Linked DNA regions of Rattus norvegicus: region 1 is linked to region 2. Evidence: chromatin contacts called from public Hi-C data. All regions are on one chromosome and are shown on one strand. The core of a region is the stretch at or near the end of the contact, and the rest is flanking DNA. Distances in the headings are between cores, read along the strand shown. Region 1 holds the start of Rpn1 (ribophorin I). Region 2 holds the start of Rab43 (RAB43, member RAS oncogene family).

Evidence for each region. Hi-C and Micro-C count contacts between places; a contact is called where the count stands out from the background.
Region 1: a Hi-C map of liver shows a contact between it and region 2, with 3 times the contacts expected there. The contact joins the promoter of Rpn1 here to the promoter of Rab43 in region 2. A contact is called at or near these places in 3 of 12 Hi-C or Micro-C datasets (the Rat2 cell line, liver and mammary epithelial cells).

The regions. Positions count from the first base shown.
Region 1 is chr4:122,098,404-122,103,730 of GRCr8, forward strand. Rpn1 (ribophorin I) reads left to right here and starts at 2,573. Exons shown (of 10, transcript NM_013067.2): 1 at 2,573-2,874. The coding sequence starts at 2,617.
Region 2 is chr4:121,822,996-121,827,983 of GRCr8, forward strand. Rab43 (RAB43, member RAS oncogene family) reads right to left here and starts at 3,516. Exons shown (of 3, transcript NM_001024331.2): 1 at 3,210-3,516. The coding sequence starts at 3,407.

The DNA.
Region 1 (5,327 bases), core at 1,323-3,822, 270 kb after region 2:
TTGAACTCAGGACCTCTGGAAGAGCAATCAGTGCTCTTAACTGCTGAGCCATCCCTCCAGCCCCGTGTTCCATTTTTTTTGACTTCCATTCTGCAAGTAGGCTAGACTGGAGAGCAAACAAATCTACCTGTGTCTGCCTCCCCACTGGTGGTATTGCAAGGGTATATCACTGTCCCTGGCTTTTTTTTTTTTTATGAGTTCTGGGGATCAAATTCAGGTTTTTATGCTTGAGTGGCAAGAATTTTACTGACTGAGCTATCTACCTAGTTACCCTCTTAACACTCTCAATAATGATTTTGTTATTTTCAAATATTTTTTAATTGTGTCTGGGTGTGTTGTCTGCATAAATGTCCGAGCAGCACATTCCAGAAATGTGAGTGGAGTCCAGAAGAGAACATTAGATCCTCTGGAACTGGACTTGGTGTTGTGAGAAGCCATGCAGGTTCTAGGAATTGAACCTTGGTCCTCTATAAGAGCATCCAGTGCTCTTAACTGCTAAGTCCTCTCTCCAACCACCTAACTTTATAATTTTTAAGTTTGGAAGAGTTGAGCAAATTCTGGTTTTGGATGTTATTTTAAATGGCTGCTGTATTGCCTCTGCTATCCTCAGCAGAGCTTTGCCCTGGTGAATGTGGTAATAGAGCAGCCATACTTCTTATTGTTGTTGTTGTTGTTGTTACATTGAAGCAAACATTCTATGCTGGTCCTGGATTTGCTGTATTCTTTCCTCCCAAGTACTGGAGGGTTACAGGCATGTACCACTACAACCAGGTATCATTAAAAGAAAAGATTTATGTTTAAATTTGTATTTATGTGTGCGTGGTGTGTATGTGTGTGTGTGTGTGTGTGTGTGTGTGTGTGTGTGAGAGAGAGAGAGAGAGAGAGAGAGAGAGAGAGAGAGAGAAACAGAGACACAGAGAGACAAAGACAGACAAAAATTGAGGCAGAGGAACAGTACATCTGTGTATCAATGCTTGTGGAGGTCAGAAGAGGGCATCAGATCCTGGTCCTTGAGTGACAGGCAGGTCCTTTGGCAGAGCAGCACATTCTCCTAACCACTGAGCCATCTCTCCATACATAATGTATGTACTAGTGTGCAAACAATAAGTAGTTTTGTTTTGTGGGTTATACGGTCTGTTTCACCACTACATTCTGTTCCTGCTATGGTGTGAATGCAATCATAAGCTACAGGCAAATGAATGTAGCTATGTTCCAATAAAACTTTATAGAGAGAGACAGATTGTTGGCCTGCAGGTGCTAATTTCCTGACTTCTTCTCTGTAGGGAGGAGCATGTCCTTCCCTCCGCTCTCTCATTAGCCAGTGTCAGTGTTTGAATATTTCCATCTCCTTCCAAAATTTTTTTTTCTTTTTTTTTTTTTCGGAGCTGGGGACCGAACCCAGGGCCTTGCGCTTGCTAGGCAAGCGCTCTACCACTGAGCTAAATCCCCAACCCCCAAAATTTACCTTTAAATTACATCCTTCAAGCAACAATATTGGGACATGTTCATTAGATCAGAATTGATAAGAGGCAACACGGAAATGAAAGAGGTGACAGATCTCTACCAAGGCCTTATTGCCCTTAGTCAGAGCGAATGAAGGAGCAGCAGTCTCCTTTTGTGAGTGGAGACTGTACACCACAATCGTGCAGGGGGCTTCGAGATTTTATAGGGTTGAAACGGGACTTTAGGGGAGCAAAGTTTTATCAGTAGATTTTTCTTTATCATTATTATCATCATTGTTGTTGTTGTTTTTAAATGGTTTCAAGGCCCAATAATGCCAGTAGATGTTCTCTTTGCTACATTATTTTTCTTATCAGGTGTTATCAGTATACCGACTAGAGTTTTTCCACTAGCTTGAAGTTCATTTGTTTTAGGTCATTAATTCTTCAGTGTGACTTTGGGAGAGACAGCACTAGAGGAATCCATCTGCAAGAAGCCTTTGTAAAAGGTCTTGCCGCAGAGAGACCCTTTCCTGCCTTTCTGTCATATGACGATATGCGATTCCTTCTTTAGACAATGCAATGCCAAAGTTCCATCTTGGTAGTAAAGAGCAGCCCTCACCTGACAGCTTAGTCCTGCCAGTAACTTCACCTTGGACTTCTACAATTGTGCTAAGTGCCAACAGATACTTGATGTTAATATCATCAGCCTTGGTTAGTTGCTTAAGGTTTCTGCCATCGCTCATATTAAAAATTGAACTAAATATTAGGGGAGAGACTTGAATCTTTGGAAATTTCCCGTTTTTCTTTAAACTTTTGCCCACTTAGTATTCATATCAATGTAGAGAAGGCAAACTTATTTCCTTAGACTAAGCTGTTTCTGAGCGGAGAGGCCATTTTTTTTTTTTTTTTTTTTTTGCATAAGCATGAAGGAAACAGGAGATAAGGAAGGACGACTACCACAGAAATCACTGGTGAGTCTAGCTAATAAGCGCTCAAAGACGTGTGCCTGCGCTTTAAGATTTTTCAATCAGGCGCCCCATGGGCGCCCGGTTGCCTTGGAGACGGGGTCCTTCCTGACCCGGCCCAGCCATCTTGTGGTGCTGTTGGCCAATCAACGGTTGCGCCGTGGCGGGGGGGGGGCGGGGCGCGTGTCGGTGGCGCTCAGCTCGCGGTCATGGAGGCGCCGATCGTCTTGCTGCTGCTGCTATGGCTCGGGGCCTTGGCCCCGACGCCCGGCAGCGCCTCTTCGGAGGCTCCGCCGCTGGTCAACGAGGACGTGAAGCGCACGGTGGACCTGAGCAGCCACCTAGCCAAGGTGACGGCTGAGGTGGTCCTGGCGCACCCGGGCGGCGGCTCTACAGCACGAGCCAGCTCTTTCGTTCTGGCCCTGGAGCCCGAACTGGAGTCGCGACTTGCACACCTAGGCGTGCAGGTGAGCGGAGGGAGGAGCCGGCGAACCTCACGCAGGATGCCTGAGGAGACCGGAGATCCCTGGGGAGGTCGGGACGGGGCGGGGAAGTTATGGCGTTAGGGATCCACTAGGCGTCTGGTTGTCTGAAAGGTAGGTGTGGAGGGGACAGCGGAGAGGTCCGCCGTTCCTCCTGTCCGCGTGTCCTATCGGACACGTCAGCAGAAGCTTCCGAGCGTCGGGCGCCGCCCACGTGGCAGCTCCGGAGCTCCAGGCGACCCCTTGGTCTCCTGAAGACCTTCTTCCACACCTCAGGAGGGTCTTGGCTATGGCGGTACTTCGGGTACCTAGCTTCTTTTCTGTCCCCTGGACATGATCGTCTGAGGACTATCAGAGAGTTAAGACAGATCAATTCTTGAATGCAGTTGACTGGAGTAGTCTGTTCTCTCTAGATAGCAACAGCGTTCAAGCTGGTTTCTGGTATCAAAGTTTGTCATTTCTCACACCCGGTTAATGTGACACTCCTCTGAAAGCTGCTGCTTAACGCTTTCTTAATGTTCAGACTTCTTGAGTTAGTTTGAAGAGTCAGCCCCCTATGCTGTGCATAGGGGTGCAGCCCAGGTCTCTTCCTTTCCACCGCCTCTCATCGGAACACCTCAGCATTTACCCTTGTGTGCATTTACACCTTTTAGGGAAAGAAATCGTTGGCTTTGGGAATAGAGGGAATATCCACACAGGTTACTTTTTATTACTGTTCTCATTAACTATATTCATTAAGTGATTACCCAATTTATTAGGAGACTGGTCATTACAGTATCACATTTCAAAGTACAGGTTCTTTTAACTGCGGAGCTATAAAGCTGGACTTCAAATAGTCACCGACCTGTCTCCTGTCCCCTTTACATTGAAACCTTGTTCATGCTGAAGCATGGCTTTCCTCAAATACTTCTGGAAAGACATTTAATTTGCAGTTCTACCCGTGAGTGTTTTGGATGTTCAGTTCTGTTTTGTGAAAACCAGTCATGACTTAATGAGGTCACAGTATAATCAGATCACAGCAGATGCTTGTCACCCTGCTGTCCTGGTGTAAAATACATACAGATTGGGTCTCTTCACATGGCTCAGAGCATCCAAGTTCAATTCCACAGCCATCTGTAACTCCCGTTTCAGGGTGCACAGACATGGAAACAAACACCCATGAGCATTAAAAAGAAAAGATTAGGAAAAGAGAAGGCTGTGGCAGGTATTTTAGGCCCATTCTCCACCCTTACAGCAACCTTTTGAGGTACAGGTATTCTTACATGGCTGAGGAAGTTTCTGGTTTTGGAGCTTATTAACCCCAAATGGAGGTCTGATTTGTTCCACACCCTTGTTCCTGCATTATTGCTGCCTTGCTTTCTGTCCTTGACATGAAATTAGGACTTGTGATTCAGCTTCATAGTCATGTTACCAACTTATTCACAGTTGTGTTAATTCTGGAGGAAGACCAGTTTATACTCCTTACCTAGGTGAGACGCAACTGAATGCTAAACTTAAGAAAGAGCACACATTGCCTTGGAAACTTGAGTGAGGTGGATGGATACAGGAACCTTTTATAGAACTAGTAGGGCAGTAGAATTTGTAGTTTGAACCATCTTTTTCTCTTTCACTGTTTCAAGACAGGGTACTGCTGTGCAGCCCTCAGACTGTTTTGGAACCTGGAATCCTCCTGTCTCAGCCTTCAGAATGCTGAAAGCTAAAAATGACCTTGAACTGCTGGTCATCTTGGTTCTCTGTTCTAACTGAACTGGAACTACAGTTGTGTACCACCATACCTAGCTTTCTCACCTTTTAAGTAATGAATATTTTTTATTAGTATAAATAAGATGCATTAACGAAGAGTTCTGAATGAGCAAGAGTATACTAGAATGCTGCCCTTGTAAGGATCTAGTCAAAATAATGGCATTTTAAAACATTTCCAGTCCAGTATTATTGAGAATGATTATATAACTAAATTCTAAGATTCTGAAATACTAAAGATAATATTTTAAAAATTGCTCTTGGAGTAGGCATAGAGTGACAATTGCCTACATAGCTCCAACAGTTGGCAGGAGGATCAGTAGTTTAAGGTCATCCTAAAGGGAGTTGAAGGCTAACTTGTGGAGGCCTTGTCTCAAAAGAAAACAATTTCCTGTGGGGTTGGGGTGTGGTGCAGTGGTAAAGCACATGCTAAACTGCACCAGGCATTGAGTGCAGGTCCTAGAACAACACATAAAATTATTCTTTTAGTAGTACATTCTCTGCTGGGAATTATTGCTTTAGTCTTAGAAAATAGTTTTTTGTTTTGTTTCATTTTGGAGGAGCATTAGGTTAGTCTAGCCAAGGGTCAGTGGAGTGCATGTATGTTTTCCACAGACTACCCACAGTCTGTCACTCCAGAAGCCTCAGCAACCTCTGGGAGTTAACCTGGTTCCCCGGCTGGTGACTTTGAAGGATAA
Region 2 (4,988 bases), core at 2,266-4,765:
ATTCATGTGCTGCATCCACCCTCAGACCTAAAGCAAATCCTGGAGACTCCTCAAATGACCGTTAAAAAGGCTGTGCACAACAGCTTGTGAGACCTGAGTGGGCTATTTTTGTGTCTGTATATGATGTGCTTCACACGTGCATGCATGCACCATGGTACACACATGCCATGGCACATGTGTGGTGGTCAGGAGTCAGCTTTCAGGAGTCTGTTCTCACCTGCGACCCTGGGTTTGGGCAGCCAGGGATTTTTAGTAGCTGAGTCATCTGACCAGCCCAAACGGGGCTATCTCAGTGCTCCTACTAGCTGATAAACACCCCGAAATATTCTGGTGCCAGCTCTTATCGAAAATATTTATATGTATACCAGTATAAAAACTGGTTGTAGTGATAGCTGTCTGAAGCCCCAGAATTTGGGAAGTAGAGGCCAGAAAAAGGACCACAAGTTCAAGGGTATCCTCGGCTACATAGTGAGTTTGAGGCCAGCCTAAACTACATTAAGCTCTGTCTTTAAAACAAACAAAACAGAGGGGAAGAGAAGAAAGACAAAGCAAAGCGGCCCCAAAGCACACTCTGCTCAGTGAGTGAAGTACTTCATCCACGTCATCAGCCTCCAGAACTTTGGAGCGGCCTTTCCGGGCTCAGAGGGAATCAGAAAGTAAGCACTCTACCCAGAAGCCAGCCAATTCCAGAGTTCAAATCCTGATTTTGTCCCTGACTTGTAGGAGACCTCGGGTAAACCAGTTACTTCACTTTCCTTGGCTTCCGCTCCCTCTGTAAATATTAACCAGTAAGCAAGCATATAAAGAACATATGTGTCTGACGCTGCCCAAAGGGATCTGGGTCTTTAAGGGGCTTATCTTCAACAGGAAGAGACAAACAATCCAGGTGAGTGCTATAAGCACATAGACGATAGATAGGGAAAAGACACCCGAGAGGGCAGGGGAGGACTCTGGGAAAGCAGTATTCATGCTAGGACCTGAACAATAAAATATCAGTCACACAGGGATCTAGGGGACACAGTATGACAAGGGGAAACAGATGCAAAGGTCATCCAATCTAGGGATATTTAAAGAAGCAGGCTATAGAGGTTAGAAAATAGGGTTGCAGAGACAGAAGACCCATCTCTTCAAGTAGAATGAACCACAGTGGTTGTAACGGGAAGTAACTATAGAAAAAAAAAAAAAAAAACTTGATTGAATGTGTTATTTTCAACTTTCCACTATAGCAGAACTCTCTAAACAAACAAGTAAGACTGAAACACAGAAGTGGATAAGATAGTTTTGCTCTGACAACTGAACACAGAAGTGAATAAGATGGTTTTGCTCTGACTGATGGGGAAGCAGAACCTCTGTCTTCTCGGCCTTCCCAACTCACTCCTGGGAACCTCCAACCTCAGCAGACCTACAGCAGCAGCTGGCCTGTCTCTAAGGTTCCTCAAACTCTTACAAAGCCTAGAAGAGGTGGGAGACAGGCTTACTGGCAGAGCTTATGCAAAGAGTCCCAAGTTCAACCCACGGCACCACAAAAAGAATAATTATCAGTAACAATGGGCTCCAGTCTGTAGAACACACCATTAGACAGCTGACTCACAATAGCTTATAGAAAGGACAGGCAACACAGCTCTGAGGTATTACCACACTGACACAGCTCTGCTACTCCCAGGCCCTCGAGGCTGCCTCCTAAGAGGAAAAGCTGGAGTGACCGTAAGGAAAAGAAATAACAAACTGCCTGGTAGTATATTGCATAACCTGAGCTCAAGTGCACAGTCCATCCAGGGTTGCACTGGGTGACAGGTTATCTCCACAGGTAAACAGGAATACTGCCCCCTCCCTGACCAGTCAGCACAGGCCAACAGCTCCCAAAGGGGACCCGTCCTCCATATGCTTCTGTTTTCACACTGCACGTTGAACTGTTCGCTCCTGGCATTATCAGAAAGCACCAACTTGACCATGGACATACTCCACCCATGACAGCCCTTCTCTGGCCACCTGCTCCAAAGGGACGGTCCAGAACAACTCAACCTGCCTGCCTGCCTGCACTTGGCCCTTTTCCACCTCATGGAAACCAAAATATACTGAAACCCAAAAGGCCATTTAAAGCCTTGCAAGCAAATCTCTAGAGGCACAGTGGCCATAAAAATGACTGTTGACTTGCCTTTTTTTTTTCTACACGATGGGACAGGAGAGAGGCAACACCCAGAAATTATCCCAACTTTATAGAAACAAAGAGCTAAGTATCCCAGCCAAGGACAACAGAGAACAGGCCTACTGCCACCCAAATGAGCAGAGAGCCACAACAGCAACAGGGTGAAGAGGCTCCCATCCCCAGGCTTCACTTCCTGAAAACACAGGACAGCCCCCACCCAGTTCTCTTTAAAGCTGTCTTGAAGATCCTTGTGAACCTGAAACCATGAAAAGCGGCAAAGGATTTCTGTAGGGTGCGAATCAGGAAAGTTACTGAGGGCCTCTGTGCTCAAGAACAATGCTGTGTCCTGTCCAGGATGCTACCGTTTTAGGGAGGACAGACACCTAGGTTAAGAAACTTGATTTCATTCATCACAAATATTATTTATCAAATCATTGCCAGGACATTGTGGCAACCACATCCTGCTGTTTCTGCTGGGGTCATTGCCAAAGTTTGGTTCTCTCCCCCACCTTCCGGTATCTGTGATGAAGTTTTCGGTTTCTATCAACCCTTAGTCGGGGAGGCCCCCCACCCCCACCCTGTGCTGGCTGGCCCTGCTGGAGTCAAGTTCCACCACCAGGTCCATAAAAGAGACTGCGGGGAGGCGTGGTCAGGGAGGAAATTCTGACAAAAACTTTTGGACCTCCGGTCCTAGCAGCCACTACTTCCTGGTCCCTCCCGGTCACGGGGATGTCGTTATTTGGCTGAGTGCTCCCCAGAGGGCCGCGCAGGGAAGGGTCTCTCCCGGCATGCGTGGCGCTCACAGAACGGCCCGCAGGTTGCCTTCCACCGCAAGTTGTTTCGGAGTCCCCACGCTGTGAGCGCGGGGGGCGGGAGTGAGGTGCGGGCTTCCTCCTCCACGCACTGGCCCACTGTCACCATTCCCAGAGCCCACGGCGGTGCTTTCAGACCTGAACCCAGAGCGGACATCAAGGCCCAAACCCGTTCCGAAAGAAGGGGAAGCTGAAGGATTGGCCACGAACCGCCCGCCGGGAGCAAAGCAGCGGGCCGCGCCGCCTCCCACCTTGACCCGCTTGCCCTGGATCTCCAGCGTCTTCATGGTGAAGTCGACACCGATGGTGCTGCCCTGACGCGCGGAGAAGGCGCCGGTCTTGAAGCGCTGCACCACGCACGTCTTGCCCACGCTCGCGTCGCCCACTAACACCAGCTTGAACAGGAAATCGTAGTGTTCGTCCTGGTCTCCCGGGCCAGGGCCCGCCATAGCTCCACGGGAGTCCTGGGACCCAAGGGCCCGTCTTGGGCTTACGACAGCCGCGGGCCGAGGTCCCTGTGTTCTAGCCCGCTCCGCGCCGGGCTACGTGGAGCGGCCGCAGCACCTGAACGAGCTGCGCGGCGGACCGATCGACGGCCCCGCCCCGCTCCGGAGCCCCGCGGACTCGGCTCCGCCTGGGAGCGCACTGCCCGGCCCTCCGCAGAGCTTTCTGCCAGCCGTCGGTGCCGCGCCGGCCCAGGGCTACCTCAGGCCCGCTCTTGCGCCGCCTTCAGGGCGGGGCGAGCCTCCCTGATCCCCAGTACCGCCCATCTCCCGCCACTCCGCGTCTGGGTCCCGCCCCCAGGACCGCCCAGTTGCCCCCTCCCGTACCAACGCCTCCTATCCTGTCACTATAGTCCGGACTTCCCCCAGAAACCCTTTCTAGACTTCTCACCACCCCGACCCTTCTCCGAGCACCGCCCGCACCCCACCATAGCCAAAGCCTCCGACCCTTCCCTCGACACCACCCTGATCTCTCTCACTTCTCAGCACTTCACTAACCTGGACTTAAGCCTGATGCTGATCCGCTGTCAGAACTGCCTAGATCCTCTATTTGGTTCTGACCCCGCCCTTAACACCTCTCGCCCCGCCCTAATCCTCCAGAGCACGTCTTAGCTTGGACCTCGCCTAAGGCACTGCATCCAAGACGGAAATCCACCCGCACCTTTTCAGAGCCCTCGAGCTAACTCCTCCCTAACGCCTCTCAGCTCAGCTCTCCGTCCCTTCTCAACTCCGCCTCAGTCTGCTGCGCCCCATAGCAAGATGTGGCCCCTATTAGGTCAACAACTCTTTATTGCCAGTTCAACATTCCCTAACCTCCAGCCCTCCTCAACGGTGCCCACGTCCACCCCTCACTGGCCTGCCTCTGTCCCTCACCTGGCTCGAACCCAGTTAGAAGCAGGCAAGAGTCCTCGATAAGGTAGTTCTGGGATGAGGCAGAACCCCACCTCAATGTTCCCACTTCGGAGAATCGAAAGCCCTGGTGACACATAGCCAAGGCAACTTCCCTTAGGTGAAAAATGAAGACAAGAGGAAATGAAAATCCTTGAGGGTAGAATGGCCCAGAGTCCCATTTGGAAGAATGATAGGGCAGACAGACAGGAGTCCAGCCAAACCTGGGCTGGCTGGAAATTGGAGGTCAGGTACCAGCCAAACACCTGTACTTGAGAAGAGGCACAAGGAAACCCTGTGCCAACCAGCTCCTAAGTGTGGCCTGGGAAACCGGAGGTCAAAGAAGGGGGACCCAGTTATTGTAAGCAGTTTGAACTAGATCTAATAGGCCATCCCTAAAAATGAGAGAAAACTGAGAATATTGTAGCTTCTGTGGACAGCCCTTTAGGCCCTGCACAGTTGTTTGATTCAATCATTTTTAATAACAGCTGTTAAATCCATCCATGAACGAAAGACAAAATTCAAGACAAAACCCAAAACTTACCCAGTAAGGAAGGGGAAACTTAAAGAGACCAGAGAGAGCAAGTCCACTGACACCATGACCACAGGCCCTGTGACCAGCCTCACTGGCCAAGTAGA